Linked DNA regions of Pan troglodytes: region 1 is linked to region 2. A link is a contact called in public Hi-C data. All regions are on one chromosome and are shown on one strand. Each heading gives the region's core, a stretch centred on a gene start, on an enhancer-like site or on the middle of the called end of the contact. The rest is flanking DNA. Distances are from core to core; before and after follow the strand shown.

Evidence for each region. A called contact is a pair of places that touch in the nucleus more often than the background predicts.
Region 1: a Hi-C map of a lymphoblastoid cell line shows a contact between it and region 2, with 2.0 times the contacts expected there. The contact joins the enhancer-like site here to the promoter of AGPAT5 in region 2. A contact is called at or near these places in 1 of 7 Hi-C or Micro-C datasets (a lymphoblastoid cell line) and 1 of 1 datasets of contacts at active chromatin or transcription factors (stem cell-derived excitatory neurons).

The regions. Positions count from the first base shown.
Region 1 is chr7:13,766,387-13,770,924 of NHGRI_mPanTro3-v2.0_pri, reverse strand. AGPAT5 (1-acylglycerol-3-phosphate O-acyltransferase 5) reads right to left here. Exons shown (of 8, transcript NM_001428035.1): 6 at 3,773-3,931. Among named protein-coding and RNA genes, the nearest start is that of AGPAT5, 40 kb to the right of the region's middle. Within about 2 kb of position 1,649, at least 10 of the 24 cell types and tissues checked have an H3K27ac peak or open chromatin away from gene starts, as enhancers often do. A contact at or near this core is called in a lymphoblastoid cell line, where this site is marked.
Region 2 is chr7:13,726,224-13,730,438 of NHGRI_mPanTro3-v2.0_pri, reverse strand. AGPAT5 (1-acylglycerol-3-phosphate O-acyltransferase 5) reads right to left here and starts at 2,242. Exons shown (of 8, transcript NM_001428035.1): 1 at 1,906-2,242. The coding sequence starts at 2,124.

The DNA.
Region 1 (4,538 bases), core at 400-2,899, 41 kb before region 2:
CTTAAAATGAAACTTACACCATAAAACGGGAAGGACAAGGGACACTGCTGGCTGCCTCTCCTCAACATGAGACCTCATGAAGGTGACTACAAGAATTCCTGTAGCATTTGTTAGCACTGCAGCTTCTACAGCTTCCCAGCTCTCACCTGCAGAGCGTCCTGGTGGCAACGTGGAGTGGAGCAGAGGCCCTGCATGTTCAACAATCACTGCAGCTAATTCTGACAAACAGTGATCCCCCAGAATGCTTTGAGAAACACTGGGTCATGGCATATCAACAATCTACCAACTTCAGAAAAAAATTATTTCTTAATTGCATCATAAAATATGAATATTAAATAGCCTACTACATATAGAGATAATATTTAATACTAATGAAATTTGGCCACAAAGTACTTACAGTATTCCAAGTTACAGAATTTTCTACCTAACACAACTTATATCAGATGTCATATAATTTAAAGTGACTCTTAAACTAAAGTAGATTATAACCAGACCAGAACACCCATCAATTCATACAAACAACTGAAAGCAGGGCTGAGCCAGTGACAGAAAACAAAACAAAACAATGAAAGCAGGGTTTTTCAAGCTACAGGTTAAAAGCAACACACTAGAAGGAAAAACGTGTTATTATTATATCTTATGTGCACACGTATACATGTTGAATAATGTCTCAGAAAGCGGGAATGCTAAATCTAAAATGTGAATGCATTTGTACATCTGAGAGACATTTCCAAAGCAACTTCTACAAAGGTTTATACTATATTGCATTCCTAACAGCAAAGTATAAAAATGCCTGTTAATACTTGAATCTCACCCACTGAGCCTATGATCAAACCTTGGGATGTTTGCCAATCTAATGGATTAAAAAAAAAAAAAGGTATCCCCTGTAGTTTTCATTTGCACTTATCTTATTATGAATGAGGTTAAATGTGAAATGTCTATTCTTGTTCTTTACCCAGTTTTCTTTCTAGTTATCAGTCACCTTCTTATCAATGTGTAAGTGCACTTTACGCAAGAAGGAACTGACCCCTTTTCTATGATCTAGGTTGCAAATAATTTCCCAGTTTGTCTTTCAGTCTTGATTTTACTCTGGTGTACTTTTCCTTTAATTCAGAAATACTTTATCCTTGACTGAAGTGATAAGATTTTATTTTCTTTATGGTATCTGGGTATGTCAGAAAGGTCAATCTTTCAAAAGGAGACAATTTGTAATGAATACACATAGGCAGTGACCACCCCAAAGCCACAGTCAGCTCACATGTAGCAGAGGATAAGCAGGGCAGTGGGAGGTTGGAACCCAGGCAATGCAACTCACAGAGCGTTTTGGCTTCCTCAAGGCACTTATGATGCAGCTGGGAGGAGAGAAAGACAGAGCCCTGTGTTAAGTGCCAGCACTGTAACACACGCCATCAGTGCCACAGCAGTACTGCAAGAGCAGGGGCAGGAGAAGGCACAGTGCTATGCTGGGAAAGGTGCCGCCTGTCACTCTGGGAGAACAGTAGGCTTGGATGAGGGCAACAAAAGAGAGGGTGGTTTCCTGTGGAAAGCAGGATTGGCCACACAAAGTCTTCAACTACTGAATATGCATGGCGTGCAGAAGGACTCAGTCAGCCAGCTTCACCACGGCCGAGGCTTCACGGCACAGCACAGGAGGAAGCGAAGACAAGGCAGAGCTCACGGCTGGAATGCAGTCCTCCGATGGCAGGCAACAGAGGCTGGCCTTACCCACGAGCTCTGCTGAACCAAGGGGTTCTTAGACAGGAGGGGACATGATAAAAGTAGCAGCATTTAAACAAGGTTATTATGGGGAGTCTATCTGTTTTTCATTGGTTATAAACACTTGTTTAATCTTAAACTATGTTTAATAAACCAATGACAATCTTGATGAACAACTGTCTGTTTTCAAATGCAAAAATAGGTAAGTAACTCCTTCGATAGTTTAAAAGAGAAAAATATTAATATGCCACTTTTTTATAAGAAGGGAGGGATGGTAGAATAAGAAGATATACTTAAATTTGCACATACAACGCACAACAAATTAAGAAAACTGGTTATCGCTAGGAAGGAGAAGGGAAGGCCAGGTAGCAGGGTGGAAAGCAAGGAAGACGTTTCACTGTGCATTTCGTACAGTTTTAATTTTTAAACTGATGCATTACTTATTCTAAACATTTACATTTAAAATGAAAAACACCTTAGTTTTCTACTTTACAATTACTCTGTGTTATATACAATTATGAGAACAATCATCTTTCAGATATAAATATGTTACATTTTTTTTTCCTTCTACCATAACCAATTTTTATACTAGCTAGCCCCTGGGCCTCACTCCTCCAGCCTCCCTCCCTAACTTTCTGCAGTAGGCAGCTGCTCTCTCTTTCAGTCAAAGAGCTTTTCTTTTAAAACTCGAGTGACCCTCATCTTATCATTATTTAACAGACTAATCATTTGACAACTATAATCTCACTGAACTTTGGAAAAATCCCTGACATCCAAAGATGACACACAGACAGTGTTAGATAATGTAACGGTGCACAGTACTACGTCTAGAAGGCCTACGTGTAAGGTTGGGCAGAATAATTTCTATCCTTGCTCACTTCTGAATGCTTTAATAATGTCTACTTTTATAAATGTTTTGTTGTAGTTAAAAATATTACTCTATAAAATTTCCAAGGCACATCAACTTCAGAGGAATGCTTCAGGTGAGGGTTTCCATGTAAAACGTGCTGGAGGCTCATATTTTGAACATCTGCCCTCAGTAGATCCTACTGATACAAGCACACTGACATACATACTAGCTCAACCCCAAACAGCTGATGAGGTAAAAACACAAAGCTCATTTGGGAGGCCGAGGTGCGTGGATCACCTGAGGTAAGGAGTTTGAGACCAGCCTGGCCAACATGGTGAAATCCCATCTCTACTAAAAATACAAATATTAGTCATGCATGGTGGCACACGCATGTAGTTCCAGCTACTCAGGAGGCTGAGGCAGGAGAATCGTGTGAACGTGGGAGGCGGAGGTTGCAGTGAGCCAAGATCGCGCCACTGCACTCCAGCCTGGGCGACAGAGCGAAACTCTTATCTCAAAACAAAAAACGAAAAACAAAAAACCCCATGAAGCCTAGTGTTCTCTCTCAACCCCAGCTCAAACAGATATTTTGAAAAGGAAACAGAAACTCCACACACTTCCCTGTTTGCCTATTTCCATGTTTACATTTCTCTAACAGCTAACACTATGTTTGGTTAGTTTAACTAAGTTATCCTGCTCACTTAAAATTCTATTTTTTTCTGGTTATATCTGACAATAGCTCAGAGGTTCTTAAAACCTAACATGTTTGGGAAAAAAAAGGTCACACTTAACTGTATTTCTTCTTGTCACAATGACACCCAGATTTAATAACTATTTTATGAAAAATACAGCAGAAGGGCAGCACGGACTAATAATGTGCACTCAGTACTGCCGGGCGTGCTCCTGCTTCACGTCTTCCTCCCTTCCACACAGCTTTCCTTTTAAGTGTGAACTTTGAGTAGAAAGAGGCTGGATTAATGATAATTGGTGAGTCCATAGGACTCACACGACAGCCAAGAAATACCACACTTTGCAGGACTAATGAGATTTCCACTGTTACATCTTAATAACATCTTGAAAAATATACCGGGTAAATGTAATGAAGGAAAAAAGTACACTTCACCTACTTTGTAAAACTGAATTCTACATAAACATGTGCACCGTATATATCGGGTGCAGGCATTTCAGGTGCGTGAACACACTTACCCGTCATGGTCGGTGACTCTCTTCGCTGCCCTCCATCGTCCTTCCCTTCATAAACCACCGTAACATCATAAATTGCATCTAAATAATTCTTCATGCAATCAAAAGCAACGTGAGTTGCCTTTATTCGTGGTGTTAGCACATGTTTTAATACTGCAAGGCCTAGAAGTCAATTCAGTGTTGTCATTAATTAGTTACAAAACACCTCCACAATATACTGTTTAACATCTAAATTATTTTTAAATTCCCTCAAACAAACACGACAGAATCTATTAATTCCACAACCTCAAATATTTAGGGCTCTAAGTTTAGAGAGCACTCTCACTTGCCTTTTTCTGTTTAAATCAATATTCATTTGCTATATATTGATCAAATATCTACATGTACAAGTCACTGTGTTGGAAGTTTATGGTCTATCGGAAACGATTCAATCTAGTAAACCCCGGCAAGGGTAAATATTAGTGCCCTCGCTTCTGGCCACTGAACAAAGGTGATAGCATCTTGCCCATGGTGACTCAAGATTTCCTAGAAATATAGTCACACAGCACATGGCCTCCTGTTTCTGGCTTCTTTTGCTCAGCATGGATCTGAGGTTCATCTGTGTGGCTGCAGGACTCAGTGCTTCATTCCTTTTTATGGCTGAATAGTATTCCATTGTGTGAACAGATCACATTTTGTTTACCTATTAATTGCTTCATGGACATTTGGGTTGCATCCATACTTTGGCTATTATGAATAATGCTGCTATGAACATTCATAGGAATTGCAT
Region 2 (4,215 bases), core at 993-3,492:
GAACATCACTATAAATCTTTTTCCTTTGGGTCTTATGTTTGAAGATAGCTATTTATTCCTCTATTGATTTAATCTTAACAGAAACAATAAAAAATATTGAAAGGTAGCTTTGTGTACACAGGAAACCCAGATTCCAGAAAAAGACCCTAATAAATTCAAAATACCCTGCTCTCCGTTACTAAACAGAAAATAATTATTTGTCCCCTCCATACAATAAAAATAAAAATGCAGGAACAAGAAACTCTTGGTTTTAAATTTTTATTAAATGTTCATAACTTGCATTTGATGATCAGTGGGCAATCAGTTAGTTCTACGATTCCTAAAGAACTTCATCAAGGAACACACATTAAACAAAATTTTGAATTATACTTAAGGGTCCTCAGGCATCCTTTCATAAATGCATGAAAATTAGTGCTGGATGCCAGTTCCTTTGATTTGAATAGACGGTGGGGGGAATGATTAGATTAAATGTTTTCAAAATCACTTGCTGGGAAATCAAGAAGTAAACTGGAGCTCTGAACATCAGGTAAGTTATGCAATTTCAGAAACACTGCTAGGTTTTACAGCCATTTAAAAAAATAAGAACGTGCCAAACCAAAAAATCCTTCAATGGTGTATTCTGCATCATATTGTGTACGCTTTGAACAAAAATAACATAACCCGCCACAGATAGAATTATTTTTTTAAGAGGTGAATGACTTTGTGTTCTGAGCTTATATCCCATCCCAGGCCAGTTGTCACATGATGTGGAAGTAAAAACTTAATCATGATAAAAATCATACATTTAGACAAACTTGGTGGAGTTACCATATAAAGGGAAAAAATTAGCCTGAATTATTGAAATTTTTAAATGAGGCTCATTTTAAACGTCAATTACCAGGAAACCATGATCTGGAACAGTATCTTTTTTTCTTTCCAAGGAGACACTTACAGACACTGGTTTAAATGGAGGCCCTGGCCTCTTCTAGTTCCTTCCCCCCAAACAACTTCCAACTGGGGCCATCAAGGGTCGATCAGCAGTGCAACTGCAAACTAAATATAGTAGCTGACTGACCACAGGGTAAAAACAGCTGCTGTAGGTGGAAAAAAAAAAAGTTAAAAAGACAAAATGATACCGTCCCATTTTCCCCATCCCACCCTAACCCTACCAAGAAAAGTAAAAGAGAACTAGGTGGACATTAGGAATAACCAAGAATAAAGCTGTTCTTTCAAACTGAGAAATAAAAGAAAAAATCACCTTTTTTTTTATAACATTTCAAATACCTACTGTTAAAGATGGTTTGTTTCTCAAGTTTAATCTACGAATCCAATCTCTACAGAGAAACAGTAACAGAAAGAAAGTAATCAGACAACAGATCACCCACACATTCAAGCCCAGTTAAAGTTGGCAAGAATTGTATCTAGTTAGGCTTCTACGGTAACAAATGTATTCATTTCCTCGCCCAGCTTTCACTTGTCCAGGGGAAAGAACACAAGACCGAATTGTACTTCTGTTTCAAGAGGTCACTGTAAAAGCGCACTTCGGAGGGTAGACGTCTCCGATCTCTTCCAACATGACCATCTCTTTGGACCAAAGGCCAGAAACTGCTAAACGCGTGCCCTATTATTTAAAACGTGCATCTGCACCCACTTTGCTAAGCAGCATCAGACCCAGGCGAGGGGCGGGGAAAGGGGCGGCGGGTCCCACTCGTAGCCTCAGGACGACGCAGCCACAGCTTCCTAGAGCGCGATCTCGGCAGAACGGCAGGAAGCAGGCGGAGAGGAAGGCGGGGAGGCGGCACGTGCTCTCCGTGCTGAGTCCGCCGGGCCGGCCGGGTGACCCTCGCCAGCTGTGGGGGAGCGGAGAGGTCCGCGCCCTCGGGAGCTCGGGTGGACGCCGAGACCCGGGAGCGGGAGGCGGCTCACCTGGACCCCGGTGTAATTCTCGAAGAAGAAGAGCACCATGCTCTGGTAGACGCAGTAGAGCCGGTCGTCCAGCGCTTGGTAGAAGCGGGCGGGCAGGAAGGCGGAGAGCAGCCGCCAGACCCCCCAGGCCAGCACGTAGGTGGGCGCCGTGCCCAGAAGCACGACGCTGGGCAGCAGGTAGCGCATGGAGTACGTGTGGAGCACCAGGGACAGCAGCATCTTCTCAGCTCGGCGGCAGCGAGCTCCGCCTGCGCTCCCCGCCCGCCGCCCGGGCCTCAGTCGCGGCCAGCAGGCGGCCAATCACCGCCCGGGCCCGGGCCGCCGCGCCCGCCACCCGCTCCCAGCCTCCGCCCCCAGCCGCATGGGCCGCGCCGCCGCCGGGGGCCGGGTAGGCGAGTGCGGGTCTGCGTGCGCCGCTCGCGGCGGCAAAGCAAGGGAACCCGCGGCCCTCCCGGATCGATGGCTCAGGGATGCTCACACCCCATGACCCTCACCCATCGCCACATCCCCCTGCCGGGGCAGGGGGCTCCGCGGCAATAACGCGCCTTCTGATTGGTCGCCCGTTGCCATAGTTCCACCTCGGCGGCAATAACACGTCTCTTGATTGGTTGGTTTGGGCCGACAGTTGAAGTACAGCTACCTGCTGGGCGCGCGGGCAACCCGGCTCCGGCCACTGCGCATGCTCCCCAGCTGGGCCGGCTGCGGACGCGGGAAGGGAGATGGTGGTGACTGACGGAGCTGGGTGAAGGTGGGTGCTGGCCGGAGGAGGGTCCGGGTGCCTCTTGTTCTGCTCCCTCCGGCCGGACGTGCGCGCGGGCAGGTTCAAGGGTCGCTGGAGCTGCCTGGAACGCGCACCTGCTGCTCACAAGCCCCTGGGCGCCGGGATGCACACAATTAGAGCAGTGAGAAAGGGGGTGTCAGCGTTATCGGAGGTCTAATTCTTGCAGGCACCTGGGCCCAGGTTGTAGGCAGCTCGGCCCAGGTCGCGGGGCAGCTCGAGTGTCCCCATCTGCTCACTGCCAGTCCTTTGCAAGGGGACGCCGCCTCCTCAGCCTCCCCTCTGAGTGCGCAGCAGCCCCTCCTGCCCGTCTCTCGCTACCAGGGTGTTTCAGAATTAGGGTCCGTGTTTTTCCCCATCACAGTAATGATGATAATTACATGTTTATGCATAGCTGAAGAACAACCGCACAAGGATATTTCCATACTGTTTATTAGACCTTTTCAGAATTCACTCTTGCTTCATTTCCTCAGAGTCTGTTGGACTTGTTTCTGATTTTTTTTTAATAAGGAGCCTCGTTTTTTTCTGTAGTAATTAAAGTAGTTGCGTGCACATGCGTAATCCATAAAAAGCATAGTTTTGTAGCCTTCACTAAAAGCTAGGAAGGCTGGATAACTGTTTTATTGATGTTAAAGCAGATCCACAGGGCTTTTGAATCTTTCTCCTCCCCTTTGGCTGTAGTAAAAATGGTTTAATATGTAACCCTTTTCAAGGATAGTTGTACTTTAAAAGAATGCCGAATGCTTTACCATATATATATATATATATATATTCCCCCCCCCCCCCCCACCACCACCATAATGGAAGCCTGTGCTACCTTTAGGCAGGACGGCATTTCAGTGGGAAATTCTAATCAGGGCCAAGATGGTAGCTACTTTCTTTATACATGATTAACATCAAATAACAACATCATTGGTAGATGGTAACCTTTGGGGACAAAGCCAGGTGAATGGAGATCTCTCAAGTAACAAGTATTTGAAGGCCAGCAGGAAGCATTACACAGTAGAAGGAGCTTCTCTCTTTCTGTGGCTGTCATTGCCCTGTACTGTAAGAAGCACTAGGTTTAGTACTGGTGGAAAAAAGTCACGGGTGTGGACAGTGTGCACAACTAATGCTCCTTATGCTTTCTTTAACTGAGACCAGACATCTCTACACTAGAACAGTGTGCGAAAAGATAAAGCAGGTTCTGTGTTCACGTTAGGATTGCTGTGTATAAAGTCAGTAAAGATGTGTTTATGTGTAAATTTGTTACTGTGAATCACCCCAGGTTACTGTTAGTCACCAACTTGTAAACTTTTGTGCAATGTTTGCCATGAAAACACAGAACTTAACTTTCTCTTGTTCCCTCTTTATCTCCAAACCCAGCTCCTGACTATCAGTTATTCTCTGTCCTGCTCCCACTCCTCTCTTCCTGTGAACAGTCACAGATCCACCCTCTCTTTCTGCCACTACCTGGCCCTGTTTTTCTGTTGTTGTTTTTTTTTTTTTTTTGTCCTTTTTCCGTGCAAACCTCTTAGTTGATAATCAGCCCA